7 separate regions of the Mus musculus genome follow, and all the other regions are linked to region 2. Evidence: chromatin contacts called from public Hi-C, HiCAR-type, HiChIP or PLAC-seq, Micro-C and promoter capture Hi-C data. All regions are on one chromosome and are shown on one strand. Each heading gives the region's core, a stretch centred on a gene start, on an enhancer-like site or on the middle of the called end of the contact. The rest is flanking DNA. Distances are from core to core; before and after follow the strand shown. Region 1 holds the start of Sdc3 (syndecan 3). Region 2 holds the start of Fabp3 (fatty acid binding protein 3, muscle and heart). Region 3 holds the start of Spocd1 (SPOC domain-containing protein 1). Region 4 holds the start of Pum1 (pumilio RNA-binding family member 1). Region 5 holds the start of Ptp4a2 (protein tyrosine phosphatase 4a2). Region 6 overlaps Pum1 (pumilio RNA-binding family member 1). Region 7 has its middle 25 kb from the start of Pum1.

Region 1 (3,350 bases), core at 684-3,183, 480 kb before region 2:
CACTCAGCATCAGTCTCAATCATGCCAGCTCCACTTTGCCCTCACACCTACCTGGTTGAAGCCCTACTATGTGCTGAGTCCTCAAAAATCTCCCTGAATCCTTTCACTACGGGTAGAATGTGTATTATTCCTTCCTAGGGACAGTAGCTCCAGTGAAGCCATTTGTCCTGAGCCCTTTGTACTCAACACCAAAATGCCTTCAAAGGTGCCTCTGTGTCCACTCTGCCTCCCCGGAGGGCACCCTTAGTCCGTCTTTGCAGAGAGGAAAGCTGGGACTCAGAGGAGTGGCCAGGCTGGCTCAAGACCTCACTGTGATTGGGTGGTGGTCTTCACTGGACTTTGAAACCAGATCTTTGATGTCAAGGGTAATTTTCTATAATGCTGCTGAAAAGCAGTTCCCACTGCCAGTGTGGGTAGTGCTGCCTTTTGCTCAGGAACCTCTCCCCTCACCCCATCAGGAAAAAAAGGAAAAAGAAGAAGAAGAAGAAGAAGAAGAAGAAGAAGAAGAAGAAGAAGAAGAAGAAGAAGAAGAAGAAGAAGAAGAAGAAGAAGAAGAAGAAGAAGAAGGAGAAGAAGAAGAAGAAGAAGAAGAAGAAGAAGAAGAAGAAGAAGAAGAAGAAGAAGAAGAAGAGAGAGAGAGAGAAGAAGAAGAAAAGAAAAGAAAAGAAAAGAAAAGAAAAGAAAAGAAAAAAAGGGCAAGGCATGAACCGACCACCAGGTACTATCTTGGGGTCCCCTCCCCAAAGCTAACAGTTGTCAGGGCAGCTCAGAGTCTTGCCTGCCTCCCTACAATCTGGCCACCTTGCTTAGGAGAGAAGGGGCGTGCCGGCCAGCCTGGGCTCTGGTGGTCATCTGAGTGGGTAGGGACAGCCATTGCTCCTGGAGTCAGCCACATGGGGGTAGGACCTAGAACTCCCCAGCTCACTCAGCCCACATTTAGACACCTGTCAACTCAGAACTCACTTGGGAGCTGGGTTCCTCAGAGCAGGGACCCGGCTCATCCACCTGCAGGACCGACCCTCTTCCTCCCGTTCTGCTAGTGAAACCAGAACCAAGTTCAATCCCTTAGCTACTTCGGTTTCTCAAAGGGACAGTCAGGGGTCACCTGGTACCCACCTCTGATGGCACACACACCCATGTCTTCTGGGGTGGGAGCTGAGCCAGGTCCACCATCGCTACACACCTGCACACACATACGTGTGCTTTCACACAGGTCCATGGGTCAAAGCACACACCCCCTCACCCACAGTCACACAGCCTTGGCCATGGTGGAACACAGCGTGCAGAATGGGTCACCCTAGTGTGGAGCGGGATGCGGATGCCATCCAGCCATATGGACAGAGCCTCTCCCGTGCCCACACCCACAGGTGCCCACGCACCCTTCTTAGAAGCAGACACACACACACAGGGTCACCCTCATTCACCCTCGCGGGTCACCTTCATCGACCCACCCCCTCCTCCTCCAATGCCCCCAAGGCCCTGCAGGCAGCTTGGGATGGAGTGGGGGTGGGGAGAAGGCGACCCCAGCGGATACCGGACGCACACGCTTCCCGGCGGGGAGGGGACCCCATGAGACCGGGACACACCCAGCGCGGCACGCGCGACGAGGGGACACGCAAAGACACGCGGGGTACACGCTGGGGACCCTCTTGGGGCCCATCACTCACCCCCGCGGCGCGGCCGGCCAGCAGCAGCAGCAGCAGCGGTGGCAGCAACAGCCCGCGGGCCCCGGGCGCATGGGTGGCGGTGTCCACGCGCTGCCCCTGTGCGGTCCCGCGGCGCGGCGGCCCGGGCTTCATGGCGGCCTTTGTTCGCGGCGCGGGCTGCGCGGGACCTGCGCTCGGCTCCTCGGCCGCCGGCTCCGCCTCGCTCGTTCGTTCGCTCGCTCGCGGCTCCGCGCCCACAGCGGCCGCGCCCGCAGGAAGCGTCGCCGCCGCCGCCGCCACCGCCGCCGCCCCCCGCGCAGGCGGGGCGAGCAGGAGGGCGGGGCCGCGGCGACACCGGCACGCGACACCGCCCCCGGCCTCAGTTTCCCCCCGCGCAGGGGGGGGGGGGCGAGGGGCGTTGACGTCTGCCCCCCTACTGTGGATCCGCGAAGCACGCCGTGTGCGAGCCGCGGGAGAACCTGCTCTTCCAGACAGCACCCCGGGTCTCTCTGCTCCCAGTAGGGTGGTGTCAGAGGACCCCGACTCGGGGTTCCCCCTGGTCCTCCTGAGCTTCTCCTTGGCCTGTTTGTCTGAGAGACACAGGCCCCTAGCCACCCTGAGTTCAGGAAGCAGGGGCTTGGGTCAGCTACAGGCACGCATGGCGAACACCAGCACGCGTCTGCTGCTCACACGCTGGTGAAGTCTCCAGTTTCCCATTCACAGGGGCTCAGTTGCACTAAGGGGTCTCCGGGGAGGCTGGTAAGGGTAGGCGTTGGTTAGTTGGCATGTGAGCTGAGCAGGACACCCTTTGATGTCCCTGCAATCGGCACTATCCATTTGATGGCCATGTGTCCTTGGAAAGAAACCCAGAGCATGAAGCTCCGCACCATATAAGGCAGAGTGTGAGATGGGTTCCCCAGAGGGAGTGAGAGGCTGGGGCATCACAGGTATGCAAGGCTTGCCTAGCTAACCTCGGTAGACATCCTGGGGGGGGGGGGGCGTCCACTCTGTGGCTTACAGATCGCTGAGAACGAGCCAAGCCTGAGTAGTAGCTGCCTGTAACCCCAGTACTCATGACTTAGGAGGCTGAGGCAGAGGGATCTCAAAGCCTGGGCTACATACTGAGTCTCTGTATTTTCAAATATAAGAGGGGAGGGAGAGCTGGTGAGAGATACAGCATACTACTTAAAGATGTAAGTGACTAGTTCCCGGTACCCACACCAGGCTAGACACAACGCCCTGTGACTCCAGCTTCAGAGGATCTAATACCTTTAGCCTCCAAGGACACCTGCATTAATGTGCAGAGGTGTGACACGCATGCCCGCGTGTGCACACATACACACGAATAATAAAAATAAATCCTTTAAAAATGATAAAAATAAATGTTGACACTTTTTTTTTAAGGAAGATGGACTTTCAGGCTGACCTTGAACTTGTGATGTAGCTGAGTATGACCTTGAACATCTATTCCTACTACCTCCATCACATCCAATTTGTGCTGTGCTAAGAACCGAACCCAGAGCTTTGTGCAGAAGGGCATGTGCTCCACCAACTGAGCTACATCCCCAGGCCCTCACAAAGAGTCTTTTAAATCAATCCCATTCGATGCGTTTTGGCATTTGAAGCTAAGATGCCTTGAAGAATACAACATGAAAAGATTGACCTGCCTAGGAATCAGGAACTGGCTTTATCACTAGCATAGCC
Region 2 (3,291 bases), core at 29-2,528:
CAAAGCCAACCTGGGGAAGTTAGTGAGAACCTGTTACACAGAGTAAAAAGAGGGTGTGTGTGTGTGTGTGTGTGAGTGGGGAGTATAACTCAGCAGTAGGGGGCATGCACAAGGCTCTAGTTCAGTCTTCAAAAAGAAATCCTGGGCTTTCCTATGAGGCGATGAGCTCATGTGTCCCAAGCTGTCTTCCTATTAAGTAAATCATGGGACTCTTCCTTTCTTTTTTTTTTCAAGACATGGTTTCTCTGTGTAGTCCTGGCTGTCCTGGAATTCTCTCTGTATAGACCAGGCCTAGAACTCGGGAGATTCACCTGCCTCTGCTTCCCAGAGTGCTGGTTAAAGGCGTTGTGTCACCGCCCACACCACACAATTTCCCCAGCCCCAAGCCACACTCTCCCTTCATAGCTCTTCACCTTTCTTCTGACACCCTCTGCTCGATCCCAGGCTTTCTTCACCCTATCCCCAGCACTGATCCGGTGGCCGACTGGTGCGGCCGGGAAGCCTATGTGTAGTGGTCGTCTTGCCCTGCTCTAGCAGCAGCGTCTCCGACTGATCCCAGGGGTGGCTGCACACACTGTAGGTGAAGGTCAGGCTGGTGAGAACCAGGGCATCTTCCAGAGAGAGGCCTCTTCACTACCCCAACATGGAGGGGTAGGGCTTGTTGCTGACTGCCTGGCTGTATCTTCACCTCTTCCCAGATGGAATTCACTGATTTTCTTTAGTCTTCCTCCAGGCTCTGTACACTCCTATCTGCTCTATTCCCTTTCGGAATTCAATTTCTGGACCACCATGCTCCTCTTTGCCTTCTCCTGCGGCCAGCCTCCCGCCCTTCTTTCCCTCCCCTTTCCACCTCCGGATCACCTACACTGCTTCCTAGAAAGCCTCCCATCCCGGACCTCTGCGGCCACAGCTGCCTCTACCCTTCCCCTCCAGCTACGAGGCTCGCCAAGCTTGGACCGCGACACCCCCCTCCCAGGAGGCCGGGGTGGGGTGGGGTGGAGTGGAGTGGCTTCAGCCCAGGCCACCCTCCGCACCTCAGTATTCCCTGTCTGGACTGGCTAGGAGCTTGCGGGAGGCACATGGGGGCACTCCCCCTGGGAGCTCAGCGCCAAGACCGCCTTGCCGGCCCTCCTGACCCTAGATCCTGCGCCGTTCGTTCGCTCACCGAGTGACTTCATGTAGTCATCAAAATTCTTGCTGTCCACTAGCTTCCAGGTACCGACAAAGGCGTCCGCCATGGTGCGATGAGTGAGGAGGCGAGCAGGCACTGAGAACCGCAGCTCCCGGCTGGACAGCCTCTTTAAATAGCCCTCGCATCACATGATGAAAGTGGCCCACACCCCTCGCTCCCGAAATAGGAAGCCGGGGCTTGCACTCCCGCAAAGGGCTGGGGCCCATCCCCCACAGCCCTCCCGTCGCCTACGTCAGCGGCGCCCGCGGTCCTGTTGGTGCCATCTAACCCATCCCTGGCCTGGCTGCGGGGCGCTTCCCGCAACCCAAGTAGAGCATCCCCCGGCCATACTGAAAGGAAACTCGCCCTTGAGCTGGTGCCACGCTGGAGAAACGCCGCTTGATCCTTCTGCCGCCTTGTTTTTTAATTCGCTGTGGTTTTATTCTTATATTGTGTATGCTCGTGTAGGCGTACTTATGGGGAAGGGGTGGGAGACTGGGGCGTTCGTTGTAACTCGCGGGAGTCCCTTCTCTGCTTCCACCGTGTGGGTCCCACGTATCAAACTGGGGTTGTCAAGGCTTGACAGCAAGGGCCTTTACCCAAAAACCCATCTCAACGGTCCTATGTCCTCTTCTTGTAGAAGAGGCTCAGAGGCTCGGAGAGGAATGACGCGGTCGCCGTAAGTAAAAAAGAATTGGAGCCTGGACAGAGAGCATGGTCTAGTGGCCTTTGAGCCCTCTTGCTCCTACCAGACAAGTGGAAAAGAGTTGCCTTGGACACCGCGGATGGCTGAGCTGCCCAGCGCCTCACCTGCTGGCGGAGAACGTGACCTTGCTTCCCTCATGCTAGCCCCACACGTGCTAGCCCCTCCCTGCGGAATGTCTCCCGCCTGCGCCTTTCTCCGCAGTCCCACCCGTCGCCGCTGCCTGAAAGCGCTTCAGGCTTTATTTACTGACCTCTGAGCTTGTGCCAGGGTCGTTCTTCACTCCGCGAAGACAATTTGTCTATTCAGAGGGTTCTTCCGGCCTCGGCCACCTTAACTCCCGGAAAGCCGCGACCCTCTGCTGAAGTCAGTTTTTTCCCCTGACTTCTGCCACTAGACTGCTTGTCACCTTAAAGTACGTTATTAAATAAGACCCGACTATTGATGGTTGTAGCCTACTTCAGGGCATGGTCACACTCAACTTTTTCGTTGGTAGGTGGTATCATCCCCTTTTTACAGGTGAGTAAGGGAACCTCAGTGGAGCCTATTCCTTAGTTCAGCAGTTTCTGTTTAATTATTACCAAGTCAGCATCTCAATGTGTAGCAGGGGTTGACCTTGAACTAAAGATTCTCCTGCCTCTGTCTCCTGGGTTACAGCTGTGTGCCGCTGCTCTGGCTTGAGCCAACAGTTAATACGGCACCTGCACCTGGAGGCAAGAGATTCCTGAGTTGGGGGCCAGTCTGAGCCAAGGCAAGATACTCTCTCAAAGTAAGCTCCTGGTTTGTGCGGGCCCTGCTTTGGAGAAGTCCACATGGATCAAGGTACAGGCTAAAGTACTCCCTCTGGGAGTGACTCTAGGAGGGACCTGTCCTGACTTGGGGATTCAGAGGAAGAGGGACATAAATGAATTTCTGAGCTCTCTACACGGGACGGAGTGGTAAGCACAGAACTTTGGCCTCTAGAAGGTTGTGCAGGGTAGTCATTCCGGAACGGTTACCAGAGCTCTGGAGCCTGACCAGTATACCTGCAGTGTGGTGAGGCCTCCTTCCTGGGCCTCTGTCCCCGTGGAAGTTCCTTTCTCCCACCCATGGGCTGTTCTGGGAAGGAGGCCAGTGAGGAAAAGTCCTCTCACCCCTGTCTTGATTCCTTTGGAGAGTCTAGTTGCCAAAAGGCTGAGAGGTCCAATTCTGCCAAAGCTACAGGGACGGGCCTCAGGGCTGGGCCTGGAGCCCTGGTGACCTCAGCGATAGAGCAGGTGCCAAGGGAGGGAGGGCATGGGATGGTTTCTGATTCAAGGTCACAGGCTTTAGGCAAGGAGCCTCTTCTCTCAAAGCCTGAGAGGCCTGAGACCCAGGGACCAGAGCAGTCTGCTTACATGGAGTGTGGAATGTAGTGCTGGAGATCTGGGGCTGGCGG
Region 3 (3,406 bases), core at 420-2,919, 380 kb after region 2:
TCAAAGCCAGCCTAGGCAACTTAGTGAGAACCCCATATCAAAATAAAAGGGGCTTGGGGGATGCGGTTTAGTCATAGAGTGTCTGTTTAGCGTGTGTGAGGCCCTGGGTTCAGTCCCCAACAAACCAAACAGAACAAGTCCGAGAGAAGACGCTCAATAAGAGACACTGGAGTTTACTTCTGTTAAGTGCCACACCCAGCCATCCTACCCTAAACTATCAGCTTCAACTTACCAGTCTGGGAAAATCCTTTTTACTGGCTCCCTCTGCGTGATCCTGGCTTGAGTCATCTGGACTTGTCCAAGGCCGCTTCTTCACATGTGTAGGTCTTCTCTGCTCTAGGGGTGCACCATCGAGCCCACCCAAGGGCTCTGGGGAGCTAGCACAGGAATTGGCTGGGGCAGAAAGTCCTTGTTCCAGCTCCATCCTGGACCCTGACTGGGCCTTGTCCTCTGGCCCCACCGGGTCAGGTGGAGTGCCAGGGCTGCCAACCACAAACGCGGGCTGTACTTCCTGCTGATCTGTAGAATCCTCAGTCAGCACCTCTGGGTACAGTGCTGGACTCTGAAGAGGCTCCTGGGTGACCAGACTAAGGGGCTCGCCTCCAAAGAGCCCTGGGAATTCAAAAAGGTGATCAAGGCTGTCTGGCGCAACCCCATCCTTAGAAAAGAGCATGTTTTCAACCTCGGTTTCTACAGCACATTCCACCCAACTTCCACCTGGCTCTCCAGGCTCAGTGTCCTTAGAAGAAAGAAGCCTTGGGGGACCTGCAAAGGCCTCTGGAGAAGCACACTCGGGAGGGTCCCCATCTGGTCTTTGACCAAACCTCAGGGAAAAACCTGACTTTTCCTCCTCCTGGGGACAGATTCCACACTTCCTGCATTTCCTTCGGAAAGGGGGCAGGACTGGAGATGGGGGCGGGCCCTTTGCACTGAGCCCCTCTTTGCTGAGTGTAGGATCCTCTGGGGAAACCATTCCTTCGACAGTGGTGGCTTGTCTAAAGCTGGGGCTGCTGGCCTCTTCCATTCCTGCTGGCCCCTCTGTACAGACCAGTACTCTATCTGGGAAGTCCAGTGATGTACCACAAAGACTTCTGGAGCTTCCAGTAGCCAAGAAGTCACACAGAGAGTCCTGGAACCTAGACAATGTCCTCTGTCCACCAGCCCTGGCTAAAAACTTGTCAACAGGCCTATGTGGAAAAGAGGGAGGTCTCAGGGAAAGCCTGACTGGGTAGTCCTCCCCGGCTTGCCAACTCACCTCCTAGACATGCTCCCTCCCCCGACCCCCACTCCTCGCACTAGTCTGCAGAAGGGAAGCTATCCAGATAGGGCCACTCCTCTGAGCTTCCCAAGAGCTTTTTTACCCTTTAAGCTTTCTGCTTAAATGAAAAAGGGTAAAAGTCACTACTTATCAGTGACACTGTGAAATGAGGTATCTCGCTTCACCCTAGCTGGTTCAGAGACTGCCCAAAAGCACACAGAGAGCAGAAAAGAGGAGATTCTCCCAGAAATGCAAAAGCCAGCTCCACACGGAGCAGAAATCTCAGCCCTATCTATACCCCACTCCTATAAACAGGACTCTGAATCAAGCCAGTCCCTGAACGCACTAGGACCTCCGACCTAAAGCTCCAACCGCTTACATCTGAGCTGCTACAGCTCCTTCTCCTTCTACTCCTGGGGGGCCGGGGGGGGGGGTTGAGGGAAGAAGCACGTGATGCGGAGAAGATGGTCCTGGATCCAAGGGGTGGGAGGCAGGACCTGGTGGTGCCCAGCAACGGCTCCCTAGGGGTGCTGGCGTTCTTGTCCAGCAGGAGGCGCTCGCTCCCTGCCGAGGGCTTCTGGGAGGAGGTGCCAATCATTCTGCCTCCACGCGACCGGGCGGGGTGCGGGGTGCGTGGGCAAAGGAATCGCAGACCCCCCGGATGCCGAAAGCTGCCTAAGATTGTAAACAGAGTGGAGGAGGTGTCTGAAACCCCTGGGGATTGTTAAACTCAAATCTGATTATTTTTCCTAATTAGATATTTTAATATTGTCTGGCATACAATATATCTAGACACACATGTGCCTTCTAGTCGAATAGAACGTCAAGAAATAGAAAAGTTTAAACTTCCTCTCATTTCTCAACCCTCTACTCTGTGGAACTTTGGGGTTTTTCTTTGTGGTCGATTTTGTTTGCCTGATTTCATAGCTATGGGTGACACTCCCATGCACATATCACTTGGCTCTTAAAATTTAAAAACCAAGTGATATGGCACTTAATAATCCATTAATCTATTAATTATTTATATTTATTGTTAATAGTATAATTAGTTGTTGATTATATATATTATAATTTATGATTAATTAGTTATTGATCCCACATGTGGTGACTTTATTTACTATTCTTTCCCCCCTCCACCCAGTTTTTAGTTTTTGAATATTTTTTAATTTTTAAAAATTGAATGTATTGGGCATGGTGGCCCATACCTTTAATCCCAGCACTCGGGAGGCAGAGGCAAGCGGATTTCTGAGTTCCAGGCCAGCCTCGTCTACAAAGTGAGTTCCAGAACAGCCAGGGCTATACAAGAGAAACCCTGTCTCAAAAAAAAAACGACAAATAAATAAATAAATAAATAAATAAATAAATAAATAAATAAATAGGAGGAGGAGGGAGAAGGAAGGGAAAGAGAGAGAGACAGAGAGAGAGAGAGAGAGAGAGAGAGAGAGAGAGAGAGAGAGAGAGAGAGAGAGAGAGAAGCAAAGTAAAATGTGAAGTCTGCCCAGCACCACCCTCTGCCTTTGAATTCAGAGGCCAGCCTGGGTGTATAAGACCCTGCCCCGAATTAAATAGATACAACAAATAAAATACCAGTTGCAAGGGATTCTGGGAAGCCACTTCCACCTCACCTCTTCCCAAGAGAGCAGGAAGGCACACTGGAATGGGAGAATGGAAGCAATATTTGAAAATATCTTTCATCTAATTAATATGTCAATTGCTTTCTCTCTCTTATGAATTTTGATTTGATTTGGCCTCATGAATCTCAGACTGGCCTAGAAATCAGTAAGTAACCAATGGGAGCCTTAATCTTCTCACTTCCAGGGTGCTGGGATCACAGGTGTGGACTACCACAGTGGTTTATGCCATGCTAGGGATGGAGCTAGGGTTTCGGGCATGGTGGGTAACCACTCTGCCCATTGAGCCACATCTCCAGGCCCTCAGTGGGTATTTTTAAATATCAGTCATGTGTTAAAAATACCCCATGTCCGTGGGGTATTTTTAAATCTCACATTACTATTGTGGATTTATGTGTCTAAATTCCTGCTTTAGATATTTCAAAACCACTTTTTAAGAAGCATTCGAAAAATACTTTTTTTTTTAAAGTATGGAACTCAAGGATAATGTTTGTCTTAAAAGCTTATTTATTTCAGC
Region 4 (3,661 bases), core at 1,034-3,533, 350 kb before region 2:
GTCAGCCTGGTCTACAGAGTGAGTTCCAAGATAGCCAGAGCTACACAGAGAAACCCTGTCTCAAAAACTAATAAATAAATAAGCAAATGATAAGAGATTGTCCCTGAAAGCAATCTCATTCTAAAATATAACTGGGGAAGGGTCACTTACAAAAATATTAGAACAAAACAATTGGCCTCTTTAAGGCTGTCTGGAAGCCCTGAGACTTCCTGGTTTACCCAATGAGGCAAGGCAGTTTCTCAAACACGGGAGAGCCTGGCAAGAGGGACAACTGAAAAGTGAGCAAACACCTCAGCACTAACATGTGTCTGAGAGAATTCTGTAACATCTTGGCACTGACAGAACAAAAACTAATAATCTGTCACCTAAGTACCAGAAAACAAGAAACTGATGGTACCTTTTAGGGTCTCTCAACACTCACTAAGAAATTATGTGCAGTATTTAAAATTTGATTTTTTTAAGCAAATGACCTATCGTTTAGAAACAAATATTTTAAGCAATGCAATGAAGTAGCAAGCCTAGTCTAGTACTTCCTAGCTTTCACACTGTCAAGATCACAGTGGAGTTTGTTTTTACTTTTTCTTTTTAATATCACTAATAGTACTTTTCTTTAAACAAAACAGCATGGTTTAATCTATCTCCATTCACTAAGATGCTCAGGGCTGATAGGTGTTTATTTTTACTACACTGAACAAACCTTCTGTGGACATAAATTTATCTTAAAGCAGTTCACAGACTCAAACTAAACAAATCCCAACTTCAAAAAGCTGTGGCCTTAGACAAGATGAACTCAAGCGTGGAAAGACAAAATACTAGAAGTTCAGAATCCAGTATTTCCAAACCTTCAGATAAAGATCCGCAGCCCCTAGTGTTTTACAAAGTTACAATGAGCAAAGGGTCAAAATGGTTTACTAAAAACCCTGAAGGAAGCTGCTTATCTTAAAAGGAGAGCCACATTAGTAACTTTTACACCAAAGCAAACAGCTCAAGCTACAATCCTACCTTCAGAAGTAACTGGCTTTAAAAACTGAACGCCCAAAAGCCCTCATAAATCATCTTAATAATCCCAGTAATTAATGGGGTGAGCAAAATGATCAAGTGTAACGAAGCGTTATCGTAATTTGCACAATGAAAACGAACAATCCTTCAAAGTTATGGTGGGGATAAAGCCTTCTCTGGTCATCTATGTGGGAGTTCCTCGCGATGTGGGAGGGGAGCTCTTGGGAAGAGGGGTGAGCTTCACTGGAGAAAAGTTACTGGAGTGTTCCTCCCTTAACGTGGGAGTGGTACTGACGAGTCAAACAAATGACCCATGTTTACCCACCGCGTTCGTGAGGACCGAAACTGTAGCACTGTGTAGCTATCTACATGTTTGTCCTACTACCTGCTGAAAGCCCCTTGGAGAGGGAAGCACACCAACACAGGGAGGATCAGAGAGGAAGAACACCCCCTCCTCAAGGGGGAGGAAAACACACACAAGCTCTCACAGAAACAAAAGGCCACAAGGAACCCAGGCGCTTAAAAAGCGATCCGAAACTTCCTGATGGTCACCTCTCCATATTTCAAGGCTTGCAAGATCGCCCACTCCCCCACCACCATGGGGGGCTCGCCCGAGGACCGTGGCCCACCGCCCGCTTTCTAAAGCCTTGTATTGTTCCTCCCTCGGCGCTGCCACGGAAGCTCCAGCCAAGTCCAAGGAGCCCGCGGGACCACAGAATCTCCACTCCGCGGCCACAAGAGAGGACCTGGGGCTGCTCAGATCCATCCAAAAAATAAATAAATAAATGCAGGGGAGGAAGGAAAAAAAAAAAAAAAGAAGCCGAGCCGAACGGCAACACCAACCTCTAGGGACTCCCGGCAGGGCCGAACGGAGGCACGGAGCCGCCGGCAGCCGCGGGCGAGCCGGGCCCCGGCCGCGGCCCGCTCCCCACCCCCTCCTCGCGGATAACAATAGGGCCTCGCTGCCGCCTCCCAAACACGTACGAGCGGAGCGAGCGCGGTGCCTCCGCCAGGCCCGGCGGCGTCTCTAAGCCCTTTCTCGCCCCGCCAACCGCTGCCAAACGCCAATACGAGAGGCGCATCGGCTCGCTGGGGGTTCGGAGCACGGTTTGGGGCCACCGGGGCGCGGATACTCACGGGCGGAGCGGTAGGATGAAGATGGATTCCGGCCCCCCGATCTTCGCTCGCCGGCGCTCTCGCTCCCCCTTACCTTTCACTCCGACAACATGGCGGCCCACTGGGGACTGGGCTGACGCGGTGCATCATGGGAGCGGCGCCGGCGCCGGCCCCAGCTCCGGCGGTGGCAGCGGCGTGTGCGGAGCGGGCGGGCGGGCGGGCGGCTCTGGAACAGGTTGCCCGGTTGCCATGCCAACGGCAGGGCCTGTGTGAACTCGGGGAAACTCGCAGGCCACACAACCGCTGTGCCCGCCCGCTGGGGCGAGCGCGCGCCGCCGCCGCGGAGGGAGCGGGGTGGGAGGCACGGGAGCGCGCACGGAGTGCCCGGGCTGCCGTGGGGGGGAGGGGACGCCAACCTGGGGCTGTGCCTGAACCTTGGCACAGCCTGGCCAGTGTCTGGGTTCGAACCCCTTCTAGCCCTCTGGCTCCTGGCCTTTTTGCATCTTTTCCTGCCTCGTTTCCCCAGTGTAACATACAAAAGAAAAGAGCAACAGAACGACCATGCTGATGGAGGGCAGGACCTCAACCTAATTTGCAGGATCTGGAGCGCAATGACAATGGCAGGACCCTTGTTCAAAGGTCATTAGAAATATCAAGATGGAAACTAAGCAAATTAAGCTGAGAACTAGAAGCCAGAGGTGTTTGCAAGCACTCCATTTCAGTTGATTGGTTGGTTGGTTTAAAGATGCATTTGTATGTGATTACACTGTCCTACCTTCAGACATACCAGAAGAGGGTGTCAGATCCCATTACAGATGGTTGTAAGCCACCATGTGGTTGCTGGGAATTGAACTCAGTACCTCTGGAAGAGCAGTCAGTGCTCTTAACCAATGAGCCCTCTCTCCAGCCCTGGTTTGGTTTTTATTGTGACAGGGTCTTTTGTTGTAGCTCTGGCTGGGCTGCTCTCTAACCTACTGAAATCCACCTGTCTCTGCCTTCAAGAACCGTTCAATTTTTTTTTTTTTTTTTTTTTTTTTTTTTAGGTTTTTTAGGCTTTTTAAATTCTTTTTGATTTTTCAAGACAGAGTTTCTCTGTGTAGCCCTGGCTGTTCTGGAACTCCCATTGTAAACCAGGCTGGCCTCAGAACTCACAGAGATATCCCCACCTCTGCCTCCTGAGTATTGGGATTAACAGCCTATGCCACCACCACCTCGCTTTTTTTTTTATTTCTGTTTTTGAGATAGGGTGTCATAGAGCCAGGCTGCCCTCAAACTCACTGTGTAGCTAAGGATTACCTTGACCCCCTGAGCCTACTTCCATACCTTCCTTCTGTTACTACAGACATACCAAATGTAGGACTTCACATATGCCAGGCAACACCCTACCAAACAACTGAGCTACATCCCCCCCCACCAGGTCTCGATATTCAAACTCAAGAACATACTCTATTCAGAAAGCCAGCTTGTAACCAGACCTGAAATTCCTTAACTGAACCTTCATTTCCCACACTGCTAACAATGCTTTGTGAAATCAAGTAGATAATGC
Region 5 (3,498 bases), core at 8-2,507, 490 kb after region 2:
GGAACTTCTAAAAGTCCAATAAAACAAATGAAACAAAAGAACTTCTTCTGCATCCCCCATAGAAAAAGTCCATTAACAATTCTTTCCGATCATCCGATCCAAAACTAAGAGTGTCAGGATCAAAAAACGAAGCTCTGATAATGTGAGTTCTTCTATAGTCTTAGTTTCCTCTTGCACACTAACAAGGCTCAACTTCTCTCACTTCCTGTCTGAAACAGCTCAGTAACACAGAGCGGGGAAGCAAGTAAATACCATATACTAATCCAGCAATAGCGACTCCAAACTGAAACATTTGCTGAATGCCTACAATGACGCTAGATTAGTCACTTTATACTTCGTGACAAATCCAAGGGCAGAAACTAAACTATGGCACTTTATCGATATTTATGACCGTTTCTTAGGCGCTTTTCTGCAGAAGGATACGAGAGAGTCACAGATAAAAGATACCGCGGCTTACCTCATTAAATAGCCTTGACCTCAACACTGAGCATTTGCCAAAAAAAAAAAAGTTTACGCTTCCGAATACTTTACCGGCTAAAACTCAGACTCCGGGACAAGAGTCAAGCTTGGATGGTTAGCGCTGGGAAATGGGGGTGGGGAGGATGGCAAAGACATCTCTGGAAATTCATAAATTTACAATACATTTTTACGAAAAGGGGAAAGAACGCCAGAGATCAGCGTCACGGGAGACTCAGACCCTTTTCTCTTACTTGACTGCAACTCAGGGATCCCACGCTTGAGTGAATTAAGTCCCTGGACGCGAAGGGTTCCCTATCAACACAAAGACCAAGGGGCCTCCAGGATGCCTGTGCTCACGCGCCGGACAAACGCAGGCGCACCCCTGCACACCACCTAGTCCGCCACGCTCCTCCTCGTCCCCACTCGCTCTCACCACACCTTCGCCCCCACAAGGACACATGCTGCCCGCACACGCACCTTCTCCCGCATTCTTCTACGCTCTCTCGCTCTCTCGCTCGCTCACCCCACCTCGAGCCGCGCTCCCCGCCCCTGGCCCGGCCCGGCCCTCCTTCCGGGGACGTGTCTCGGGCCTGCTCTAATGGCAGCGGCGCCTCCCGCCCTCCCCTGCCCGAGGCCCGGGCGCCGCGCGGGGCCGCCCGGGAGGGGCGCACTCACGCTGGCAAGCTGGGGACTGGGCATTGAAGGCCGGCGGAGGCGGGAGCGAGGAGGCGCCTCTCTCCTCAGTCACCTCGGCGGCGGCGGCGGCGGCGGGAGCGGCGGCGGCGGCGGCGACGACTCCCCCCCAGCCTCGGCGCGCGACACCCGGCCCGGCCCGGCGGCGGCGGCGGCGGCGCGTGTCCACGAGTCCGTCTTGCTGCTGCTACTGTTGCTGCCGCGACCGCCGCTGTGTTCCCCCCCCGCTGCCGCCGCTGCCCCCGCTACCGCCGCTGCCCGCTGGCGTCGCCTCGCGCCGTGCCCGGCCGCTGCTGCCGCTCCAGCCGCTCCCGGACGAACGACGGTTACAGCCCGGCCGATCGCGCCGCCGCCACCACCGCTGCGCGCGCAGCCGGACCAGCTCCCGCCGCCGCCCCTCAGGGGGCGCTGCGGGGCGCGGCGCGCGCGGCGCAGCCACGCCCTCGGAACCGATGATTGGCTGCCGGCGGCTCGCGGCGGTTGGCCCCACCCACTCTGCCTACAGAGCTTTGACCCACTGCCCTGGGCGCCTCCCGCGCTCCGCCTCCGCGTGGCTTGCTGCGCTCGGCACTGGGGGCGACGGAAGGCGTATACATGTGACCGGCGCGGGGTGGGGGTAGCGGGGTGACGAACGTGGCTGAGGGAAGCGCCCGCCCACTCTGCGACTCGCCCATCCGCACCTGGGTCTAAGTTAGCGCCTCTGGCCACCCAGTGACCCGCAAGGTCGCGGGCGGATTCCGGATCCCGGGAGGCGCCTCGAGCCAGATCCCGCTGGGTCTGGGACTGGGACTGGGCGGCAACCGGGGCCTGAGCTCGGGGATTTCCAGCTCAGAAGTGGGGAACCGAGTACCTTATACTTGGCTGTCCTTCCTGGAGGCCTCGAACATCTCTGCGAAGTCTCTCTGCCCTGCTCCCCAGACCTCTATCGGGCAAGCAACACACAGACTCTTTAGATACGGAAATGCAGAATTAAGGAAAAAGTTTTTTCCTAGGTATTCTCAACTATTAAGCGGAATACTGTCTTCACAGCACAGATACTCTTCAATACTTAAATAAAGTATGAAGAATGGGCGTGATTAAAAAAAAAAGTCTGGCGGTGGTGGCCTATGCCTTTAAACCCAGTTCAAGGCCAGCCTGGTCTACAGAAAGAAAGCACCTCTAGAATTGGAACTGGGAATAGAACTCTGGGAAAAGCTTGCCTTGCATGTGAGGCCCTAAATTCAACTCTTGGGAGCCTCAAAAAAAAAAAAAAGTTTGAGTTGGATTTTAACAGTTTTGAAGATTATCTTAGAGATTCTCTAATGGAAGGAGGTTTTTTGTGTTGTGTTGTTTTGTTTTGTTTTTGTTTGCCTTTTGCTTTTGAAACCTGGCCAGAAGTTATAAGCCAGTTCATGCATCTTGATTTCTTGTTTGGAAAATGTGGTTACCCGGTGAGTTGGGAGGCTGGTTTGGGCTATTGCCAAGTGGAACAGGAAAAGGCTCTGGAGGCTGGCCTGAGAAGTGGGTTAGATTTCCCCAAGATGGGAGTGGGCAGAAAAGTGTATACTCACTATCCCGCACGGAACCCTCGCCCACCCAGGATTGACACTTACAAGGAAATGAGAATGCCCCTGGAGCTATCGCTCCCCAGTGTGTTCATCCTGCCCTTGCCCTGTGAGGAAATGCAGTGGTCAGTGGTCATTAGCCCTTTCCCACGAGGCAGTCCTGGAGCATCGCTCCTCACCAGAAGCTGCCCTTTAGAACTTAGTTTTAAAAAGAAAGATCTAATGACTCAGCCTCCTACAGCCACAGCGCAGAACTCAGGAGGATGGGGTATTTTAGGGCAAGTCTGTGTGGCCTTGCTGTGTGGGAGTTAAAAGGCCTTGAGGAGCAAGAGAGTCTAGAGATTAGAATCAAGGCCCCTGGCAGAGGGTGTGAAGGCTGCGCAAGGGTTGCCTGCATTATTCTCCCAGCCTTTCTTCAGGCAGCGTCTCTCCAAGGACAGACTGGAGAGGAAGAACTAACCACCCAGCAGAACTTTGGCTGCATTTCCTGGTTATGGATGCTTCATTTATGGCTTCAAAACACCTTATTATGCACATCCTACCATAGTATGTACAACATGCTATAAATGCCTGTTTTCATGATTCTCCTCTGCAGGACCGGTCTACTAGGGCAAATGAGTAGATAGCTGAAGGAATGAATTTCCCACCGCCTGGCTCTCAGCCGGGCCCTAAAATATCAGTAAGTAACATAACATGAGGATAACAGCAACACCTACACTAATGGCCATTTTTAAAAGCACCTACTCTATTCCAAGCTCTGGGCAAGGTGCTTTTAAATAAATTACCAGACTTATGTTTCTAA
Region 6 (3,713 bases), core at 435-2,934, 440 kb before region 2:
GAAGAATGACACCCAGAGGCTAATAACAACAATAATGTATCCGCTAATGAGCACTGGAACAAGTATGTGACCGTGTACACAGGAACTCAGCATTTTATGATGAAGAGCAACATCATCTGACAGACTGACAGACAAACACACACATACATACACACACACAGGAACCCTGTGTTTATGAAGACATCAACATCAGTTGTGAGTCGCTTGCACACAGATGCACTCACTGGTCTGTCACTAGCACACATCACACCACGCCCACCCTCACAGGCTCTCCTGTTACCTGCTGCTGTCCCTGCTGGGCCTGCGGAGCGCTCTGCTGAGTAGCAGAGTTTGTAGCTGCTGCAGCTGCAGCTGCCTGCTGCTGGAAGAGACTGGCAGGGTAGACACCCCATGGCGTGACTCCATAATATTGGTGAGGGACCACAGCTGGGCCTAGAGGGAACCAGAGAAAAGAGAAGTTTTACAAGTGTGATCTTAGGATTATTCAGATCTTAAAAGGTGAGACCCCAAAAAAAATATTAAAGAACATAAAGATTTGTGCTAGGCAATATTTATGAGAGAGGAGAGAGGGACTGAGCTACTGACTGTATTTGATGCTCTTCTGAAGCCAGGCTGCACTACAGCCAGACATATATGGGTAAAGTGAGAAAACTACTGAAAAGAGAGGCTGGGAGGGGAACTGAAGGAATAGGGCTTAAAAACAGGAGAAACTGCGAGATCTGTTTGTCAGACAAGGCCGTGCTATGTAGCCTAGTCTGACTTCAAACTAGAGCTGCTCCTTCCTTAGCCTCCCAAGTGCTGGATTATAGACATGAAACAGCATATCCAGCCAGAAGTCATGTTTACCCCATGAGAAAGAAAAGATGCATGGTAGACATCAGACAAAGTTTGCTGTGAAAGAGGAATACATAGAAAGTGCATGAGTTTAAACAGAAAGGACAAGAACAAATTTCAGCTGTGTTCTGCCTTCACCAGTCATCTGAGGACTAGCTGAGGCTACCAAGCCCCTGCATCACTAACCCCAGAAGCAATCTATGACCCTTCACATAACTGGACCTCCACACACAATTTCAAAAATCTTTGACTATTTTGTCCATGTTTAAAGTCAGAAGGTTATTCAATACAACAAGCACAGCACACACTCACACATTGTTATATCAAGTCTCACATTTCAAGCTGACTGCTACTGACAAAAGCACAGCGCACCTTAACCCTGACTCACCAGAGCTACTGACCACAGCACAGAAACTCAACACTCTGCTCCAGGTCAACAGTTCACCTTCTCTGCTGAGAAGGGACAGCTCAACGTCCGCCACACAAGGCAAAGCTGCAGATCTGAACATAATAAGGTAGCTTGGAGAGAAGCCAGTGGGGTCAAAGTCTAGATCAAAATTTGATGCTGAAGTTGGTACCAAAAAAAACAAAAAAAAAGATGTGAATCCACCCTCAAGACAGTGTCATGACTTAAAGAGTAAATAGTTTGAGTACATTTTACATATTTAAAAGAACTTACACAAGAAGGAAAAAGAAGAAACTGTTCAAAGACAGCTCCTGGAATCTGGTGAAATATGCCTTCTTTCTCGGTCCCAGCACAAGGCTAAGCACGTGCAGCATGACTAACAGTGAGCAGCCTTGCATTTAGGCTCCAAGCTGTTCCAAATAGTACAGTTGTGCTGGCAGAGGAGCTGCTTCTCATTAAATAAAAATAAACCAGCACACACTGGCAAGGTTCTACACCACAAGGCAGACTGCATCACTGCCTAATCATAAGCTCCATCTAGGTGGGTGCTGTTTGATGCCTATGGCTTACCATGACCAAGAATGCCCACTGTGTTGCTGAGGAAATGTGTTACAATACGGACCATCTTCTTATAGTGAGAATATGGACTAAAGTGCCTTGATGACTTTTCAGAACCTTAAACAATTCAAAAGCCTGGTCTCCAAGTTAAAGAAAATGACAGTCTCCAAACTCACCTGACAAGTGCCCACAGACAGTAAGGTAAAAAAGCCACAAGGGGGGAGGGGAGAAAGAAACCTAAGGAAACTGTCCCACTGCCTGGGTTTCTTGTTCATACAGCAGGTATGCCAGGTTAAGGGTGTGGCCTTTTGGCCTTTAAGAAGATGGGTGTGATTCTGCAAGGACAGCACCTTAAACACTTACACTCAGCCATCAAATCTTTGAGCTGGTACTTCTACTACTTGGACCTTGGTCATGTGGTCGAAATTAAACACCCCAGAGTGCTTAGCTGAAACTGGCTAATCAGAACCCCTGGTTCAATTTCTGTGTTAACAAAAATCCTTCCTTCCGTGGTCTGGGTAGTTAATGTCTCTTGTTATCTGGCAGACTATTTAAATCATCTTTAGTCTAGGTGATATGCAAACCACCTATCATCTCATCAACTACACATTCATCATCCTGATGATCAAAAACTCAGAGAAACTAGCACTAAGGGCAGTGCATAGCACTCAGGTGTGGCAAATGTTAGTGGGAGCCAGGCAAGGTCACACTACTGACAGGGCTGTGCTGTCTAGCTCCCAAAGGCAAGTAGGCTGCCATGCCATCATAATCAGGGAAACCACTGTGGAGATAATCTACATCACTGAGAACCACACTCCAGTCACTGAAATCTTACACTAAAACTGGTTGAAAAGAGTGTAACTTACACAGGTGTACACCCCAACAGTTTCAGAGGTTGTTTGCTGCCTTTGTTCTCATATTGAAATGAAGCCACTTAACATTTATGGCCCCTCTGAGACAACAACTGTGCTACACAGATTTAAAAAAGAAAGGTACCTGACTTTGGGGGAAAAAAAAACATTCAAAAGTTCAGGGAAGGAAAAGACAACTGAATCCATTCACAAGCAAATAAAAGTTGTCAGTAACAGAGACACAAGAAATGATCCAAAATAAAATCAGGTCATGCCAGGCACAAAGAGTGATTACTATCTGGAGGCAGAGGCCCAAGCTGGTACAGTAAGGAACCTGAAATCAGACAGGACTGACTGTGGTGTACTGTGAGAGCCAATGTGACTATTAAAGAATAAAAGAGCAGTGCATTGGTAAGCTCTGCACACAAGTCATCGAGAGAGGATGCCAGCTCAGCCAATCTTAGAATCCTGACACTAGAGCTTTGTAGTGCTAATCCCAAGGACCAACCATCGTCCCCTCAGGCTCTGATGAGCTCTAAGTGAGAATAACAGAACCACGCCACATTTCAGAGCAGGGAGAAGAGAAATCCAAGAGAGAAGTGTTAAGACTTGTGCTCAAAAGCTATGCAATTTAGAGGACTGGAGAAAGGGAAAGCCACAAGCAACGAGAAGGTAAGGAAACAGTGAGCTCCTATGGAACCAAAAGAAAAGCTGAGCAAATCCCCTGCACTATCAACAAGCAATTCTGTGGACGAAAGCTACTGTGGGACAGAATAAGTGACCACCTTATTTTCCTAGGCAGAACAGGACAATAGCTAAGCAGAGAAATATGACTAACAAGGGACTGGCACTAAAACCAGGAGGCATTGTTGGAGACATGGCTTTGGCAGAGTAGAAAGAAGGCATGCCCGTTTCAAAGGACTTTTCTAGCAGGTGAGCAAATCCCTCATGCAGCACGTGTCTCACCGAGTGTCGCTGCTGCAGCCAATCCAGCTGTGTAGGGGTCCGTCCCTGGGGGAGCAGCGCTGATGATGTATGGGTTGGGGACAAACGCAGCGGGAGCT
Region 7 (3,785 bases), core at 735-3,234, 330 kb before region 2:
AGAGTACGCAGGGGTGGAGGTGGGGCGGGGGTGGGGCTGCCTGTAATTCCAGCATTTAGGAGGCCTTGGCAAGATCAAGGTCATCCTTGGTTCAGTGTGAGGTCAGCTTGACTACCTAAGACCCTGTCTCAAAAACAAAAAACAACACAACACCACAGGACACAGCACAATACAACGACAACCAAACCTGTTAAAGCCCTGCAACATTTCAGAAGAGTCCTTGTAGAGTGTGTGTTTAGTACCTGTGAAGTCCTGGGATGTTTAACCCCTAACACTGTAGAACAGGAGAGAAAAGTATTTTGGGAATCAGATAATGGAGCTCAATTGGTCTTGTACTTGGCGGAGCACACACAAGGCCATGGGCTGATCCCCAGTTCTGAATAAGCCAGGTATGGTGACACATGCCTACACTCACAGCTCTTGGTAGTTGGAGAAAAAGACTATCAAAAGTTTAAGATCATCTCTGGCGAGTAGAGTCTGGGGACAAGCTGGGCTAAATGAGAAACACACAGGCACACACACGTGCACACACGTGTATACACACATACACAGAGCCAAGCTTCATGAGCATATGTGTTTTAAACACTTACCTTTATTTTACTTGCCTGTGTGTTTATCTGTGCACCACTAATGTGCCTAGATAGGTTTGTCTTTAATCCCAGCGTTTGGGAGGCACAGGCAGTCAGATCTCTATGAGTTCAAAACCAGCCCGCTTTACGTAAATTCAGTGGGAGATCATCTTGGCCAGAGGGCCACATGCCTTTAATCCCAGCCCTCCAGAGGCAGAGCCAGCTTGGTCTACAGAGCAAGTTCCAGGCCAGGTAGTTGCTTTCCTTGCCTTTCTCCCCCAGCCAAGTTCTTGAAGTTAATCTAGGCAGTGGGTGAGTGAATACTTTTGCTGGAGATGAATCTGGGCTTCACATCTGCCAACCGAGTGTGAGGCCTCTGAGCTACCCCATCCAAACTCCCCTCATCAGAGGAAAGTGAGAGCCCCAGCTAGGTCCTTGGGAGTCTTTCTGCCAAATCTAGAGGGCCTTCGTGGGGCCAGGTGGACTTTTTGCTCAAGGTGTGGTTCATAAAGTCCTTTCCCATAACAGCAGAGGAACAAACTAGCTCCTGTCCTGGCCTCTGATGCAGCCACCCTTGCAAGGGAGCCAGGCCTAAGCCTCACCCTATACCATGCCTTCTCTGTGATAAATGGCCAAGGGAACGAGGGGCCTCAAGGGACAAGCACAGTCACACATGGGTCTCTTCCTAAAGCCAAATACTACAGGCGTCTTGGAACCCAGAGGAAGAACAAACTGTCAGCAGAGGTATGTAGCTCTCCCCTCCCCTGAGCTGTTGCCAAGTGCCTCTGTGCACACACACACACACACACACACGCACACACGCACACACGCACACACGCACACACGCACACACGCACACACGCAGGATCGCCTTAAGTGCAGACCCTGCCATGCCCTGTATGGATCTTGGCTACTACGGGGGTTGGCAGTTCACATGGGGGACAAGCTAGGACTTTGCCTCTTTCCTAACTATTCCCAACTTTTAATTTACTAATGTATTAATTTATTTATTAAGAGGTGTGAGGCCGGGCATGGTGGCGCATGCCTTTAATCCCAGCACTTGGGAGGCAGAGGCAGGCAGATTTCTCAGTTCGAGGCCAGCCTGGTCTACAGAGTGAGTTCCAGGACAGCCAGGGCTATGCAGAGAAACCCTGTCTCAAAAAACCCAAAAAGAAAAGAAAAAAAAAAAAGGTGTGATGAGTGTGCAACATGTGTGTTTGCAGGTTTAATGTAAAGTATAAGGAGGCCAGAGGTCGAAGCCAGTATGTAGACCTGGCTGGGCCTTGAACTTACAGTAATCCTCCTGCCTCTGCTTTCTGAATGCAGGGATTAGTTTTGCTTCCTTGAGACAGGCTATACTGGTCAGGCTGTCCTCAGATTCCTGGCCTCAGGTGACTCATCTGCTTCCCCAGTGGCTGGAGTGATTGGTGCATTCCACTATGCCCAGCCCTTCTGTGCTCTGTTTTCCTTGTTCTTGTTATTGTGTGTGATGCTTCGGATCAAACTCAAGGCCTCTCTAGAGGATACCCAGGGAAGCTCAAGTTGTCATCCGGTGAATTTGTTTTCATTTGCTTGTTTTGGGAATTGTGTTAAAAATCACATTATTTATTTATTTATTTATTTAGTCTTGTTCTGGGGTGTGTGTGTGTGTGCACACACACAGGAGCACATGCAGGCTTGACAGTGTAGGTCAAAGGACAACTTGCACGATTCCCTTCTCTCCTTCCATCACGTGGCTTCCAAGGCATCAGTTTCCAGGGCACCTTTAAATGCTGAGTCACCTCACCTGCTCCATTTGTGTTTGACATAGGATTAGTCTAGGCCATGCAGCCTTTGAACTTCCCAGCCTCCTGCCTGAGCCTCCTGAGTGTTGGAACTGCAAGCCTGTGCCCAGAAGCCTAGCTCTGAGTTTATATTAATAAACACTGGGCTTCTTTGAGGTAGATCGCTTACCTAAGCTGTGGCTCCCACAACCTTCATCTGTCTTTGAACCTGCATCATGTGACTTTAGCTTTATTGTTTTGTTTTTCCCCTCTCTATGGAACACTTTAGTCTTTTTTTTTTTTTTTTTTTTTTTTTTTTGGTTTTTCGAGACAGGGTTTCTCTGTGTAGCCCTGGCTGTCCTGGAACTCACTTTGTAGACCAGGCTGGCCTCGAACTCAGAAATCCGCCTGCCTCTGCCTCCCAAGTGCTGGGATTAAAGGTGTGAGCCATCGGGCTGGTGAGATGGCTCAGCGGGTAAGAGCACTGACTGCTCTTCCAAAGGCCCTGAGTTCAAATCCCAGCAACCACATGGTGGCTCACAACCATCTGCAATGATATCCGATGCTCCGATGCCCTCTTCTGGTGTGTCTGAAGACAGCTACAGTGTACCTACATATAACAATAAATAAATCTTTAAAAAAAAAAAAAAAAAAAAAAAAAGGTGTGAGCCATCACGCCCGGCCACTTTAGTCTTTTACATTATAGTTGGGTTTTCATCCCGAGGAACCCATCAACTTATCAAGTTTGCTTTTGAGATGTGGTCTCATTATGTAGTCCTGGCTGGCCTGGACTTACCTGTGTGGACCAAGATGGTTCCAGAACCTTTAGCCTTCTTCCTGCCTTCCCAATAGTGTGTGCCACTTCACCAAGATCTCCTGTGATAAACCTATTATCTTCTTGAACTTTGATGCCTGAAGGTTTAGCATTCCTGTGTGGAATCTGGGCTCCCCCAGGGCATGGATCAGGCCGGCAGAGCACCTGTCCCAGTCTCTTACCCCATGACATCACTGATTTTTCCAGCTGCAGAGGTCGATAGACTGAGCCATGATGGAGCAGAGAGTTCCTGATAACCGTGCAGAATATCCCTGCTGGCCATGGGAAAGGACCTGTGCAGCTGTCTTCACTCACAGCAAGCATGGCTCCTTCTCCCATGCCCCGACCACAACTACCTCGAAATTAGGGAATGGTAGACCCTGTCACCTGCTCCCGATGACACTCTGTTCCCACAGAGCAAATGGATTCTGTCCAGTGGCTCTCACGAGGAACTTGCATGGTGTGTGGATGCCCTGGGCAGCTCCAGTTCTCTGCAGGGACGATTATTCAGTGAGCATATTGGGAGCAGGGCATTTCCTATTAGTACTGAGTTCTTTGTTTGTTTGTTTGTTTGTAATATATTTATTAACATATTTTATTCCTTTTTATATGTCAGTACACTGTCAGTGTCTTCAGACA

The links. Promoter capture Hi-C pulls out the DNA fragments that hold promoters and counts their contacts. A called contact is a pair of places that touch in the nucleus more often than the background predicts. HiCAR-type assays count read pairs that join an accessible place to other places. HiChIP or PLAC-seq counts read pairs in DNA pulled down with a chosen protein or histone mark.
Region 1: a promoter capture Hi-C map of liver shows a contact between it and region 2, with 6 times the contacts expected there. The contact joins the promoter of Sdc3 here to the promoter of Fabp3 in region 2. A contact is called at or near these places in 4 of 39 promoter capture datasets (embryonic stem cells, hippocampal neurons, liver and 1 more), 1 of 484 Hi-C or Micro-C datasets (nephron progenitors), 10 of 115 datasets of contacts at active chromatin or transcription factors (cardiomyocytes, differentiating embryonic stem cells, embryonic basal ganglia and 4 more) and 1 of 9 other capture datasets (embryonic stem cells).
Region 3: an HNF4G HiChIP or PLAC-seq map of pancreatic cancer cells shows a contact between it and region 2. The contact joins the promoter of Spocd1 here to the promoter of Fabp3 in region 2. A contact is called at or near these places in 1 of 115 datasets of contacts at active chromatin or transcription factors (pancreatic cancer cells) and 1 of 9 other capture datasets (embryonic stem cells).
Region 4: a Micro-C map of embryonic stem cells shows a contact between it and region 2, with 2.4 times the contacts expected there. The contact joins the promoter of Pum1 here to the promoter of Fabp3 in region 2. A contact is called at or near these places in 10 of 39 promoter capture datasets (the 3T3-L1 cell line, HPC-7-derived erythroid cells, cranial neural crest and 6 more), 1 of 15 datasets of contacts at CTCF or cohesin (the NIH/3T3 cell line), 4 of 484 Hi-C or Micro-C datasets (the G1E-ER4 cell line, bone marrow-derived macrophages and embryonic stem cells), 26 of 115 datasets of contacts at active chromatin or transcription factors (T-cell acute lymphoblastic leukemia, astrocytes, bone marrow-derived macrophages and 15 more) and 1 of 9 other capture datasets (embryonic stem cells).
Region 5: a Hi-C map of cortical neurons shows a contact between it and region 2, with 2.2 times the contacts expected there. The contact joins the promoter of Ptp4a2 here to the promoter of Fabp3 in region 2. A contact is called at or near these places in 2 of 39 promoter capture datasets (cranial neural crest and hippocampal neurons), 1 of 484 Hi-C or Micro-C datasets (cortical neurons) and 6 of 115 datasets of contacts at active chromatin or transcription factors (embryonic stem cells, extraembryonic endoderm stem cells, microglia and 2 more).
Region 6: a contact with region 2 is called in a HiCAR-type map of astrocytes, with 2.7 times the contacts expected there. The contact joins the enhancer-like site here to the promoter of Fabp3 in region 2. A contact is called at or near these places in 7 of 39 promoter capture datasets (cranial neural crest, frontonasal cranial neural crest, hippocampal neurons and 4 more), 1 of 484 Hi-C or Micro-C datasets (bone marrow-derived macrophages), 5 of 115 datasets of contacts at active chromatin or transcription factors (astrocytes, embryonic stem cells, extraembryonic endoderm stem cells and 1 more) and 2 of 9 other capture datasets (embryonic stem cells and pancreatic islet).
Region 7: a contact with region 2 is called in an H3K27ac HiChIP or PLAC-seq map of embryonic stem cells, with 2.1 times the contacts expected there. The contact joins the enhancer-like site here to the promoter of Fabp3 in region 2. A contact is called at or near these places in 4 of 484 Hi-C or Micro-C datasets (bone marrow-derived macrophages and embryonic stem cells), 16 of 115 datasets of contacts at active chromatin or transcription factors (astrocytes, differentiating embryonic stem cells, embryonic basal ganglia and 5 more) and 1 of 9 other capture datasets (macrophages).

Annotation. Positions count from the first base shown.
Region 1 is chr4:130,791,120-130,794,469 of GRCm38.p6, reverse strand. Sdc3 (syndecan 3) reads right to left here and starts at 1,933. Exons shown (of 5, transcript NM_011520.3): 1 at 1,668-1,933. The coding sequence starts at 1,799.
Region 2 is chr4:130,306,725-130,310,015 of GRCm38.p6, reverse strand. Fabp3 (fatty acid binding protein 3, muscle and heart) reads right to left here and starts at 1,278. Exons shown (of 4, transcript NM_010174.2): 1 at 1,166-1,278. The coding sequence starts at 1,238. Gm10570 (a long non-coding RNA gene) reads left to right here and starts at 2,311. Exons shown (of 4, transcript XR_868203.3): 1 at 2,311-2,393; 2 at 2,532-2,696.
Region 3 is chr4:129,927,030-129,930,435 of GRCm38.p6, reverse strand. Spocd1 (SPOC domain-containing protein 1) reads right to left here and starts at 1,669. Exons shown (of 15, transcript XM_017320505.1): 1 at 1,638-1,669; 2 at 233-1,187. The coding sequence starts at 1,639.
Region 4 is chr4:130,661,943-130,665,603 of GRCm38.p6, reverse strand. It overlaps Pum1 (pumilio RNA-binding family member 1), which reads right to left and starts at 2,283. Exons shown (of 22, transcript NM_030722.3): 1 at 2,137-2,283.
Region 5 is chr4:129,818,238-129,821,735 of GRCm38.p6, reverse strand. It overlaps Ptp4a2 (protein tyrosine phosphatase 4a2), which reads right to left and starts at 1,257. Exons shown (of 6, transcript NM_008974.4): 1 at 1,135-1,257.
Region 6 is chr4:130,743,697-130,747,409 of GRCm38.p6, reverse strand. Pum1 (pumilio RNA-binding family member 1) reads right to left here. Exons shown (of 22, transcript NM_030722.3): 9 at 3,616-3,713; 10 at 281-432. Among named protein-coding and RNA genes, the nearest start is that of Snord85, 4.1 kb to the left of the region's middle. Within about 2 kb of position 1,684, at least 63 of the 459 cell types and tissues checked have an H3K27ac peak or open chromatin away from gene starts, as enhancers often do. A contact at or near this core is called in astrocytes, hippocampal neurons and pancreatic islet, where this site is marked.
Region 7 is chr4:130,636,455-130,640,239 of GRCm38.p6, reverse strand. No RefSeq gene overlaps it. Among named protein-coding and RNA genes, the nearest start is that of Pum1, 25 kb to the left of the region's middle. Within about 2 kb of position 1,984, at least 68 of the 459 cell types and tissues checked have an H3K27ac peak or open chromatin away from gene starts, as enhancers often do. A contact at or near this core is called in differentiating embryonic stem cells and embryonic stem cells, where this site is marked.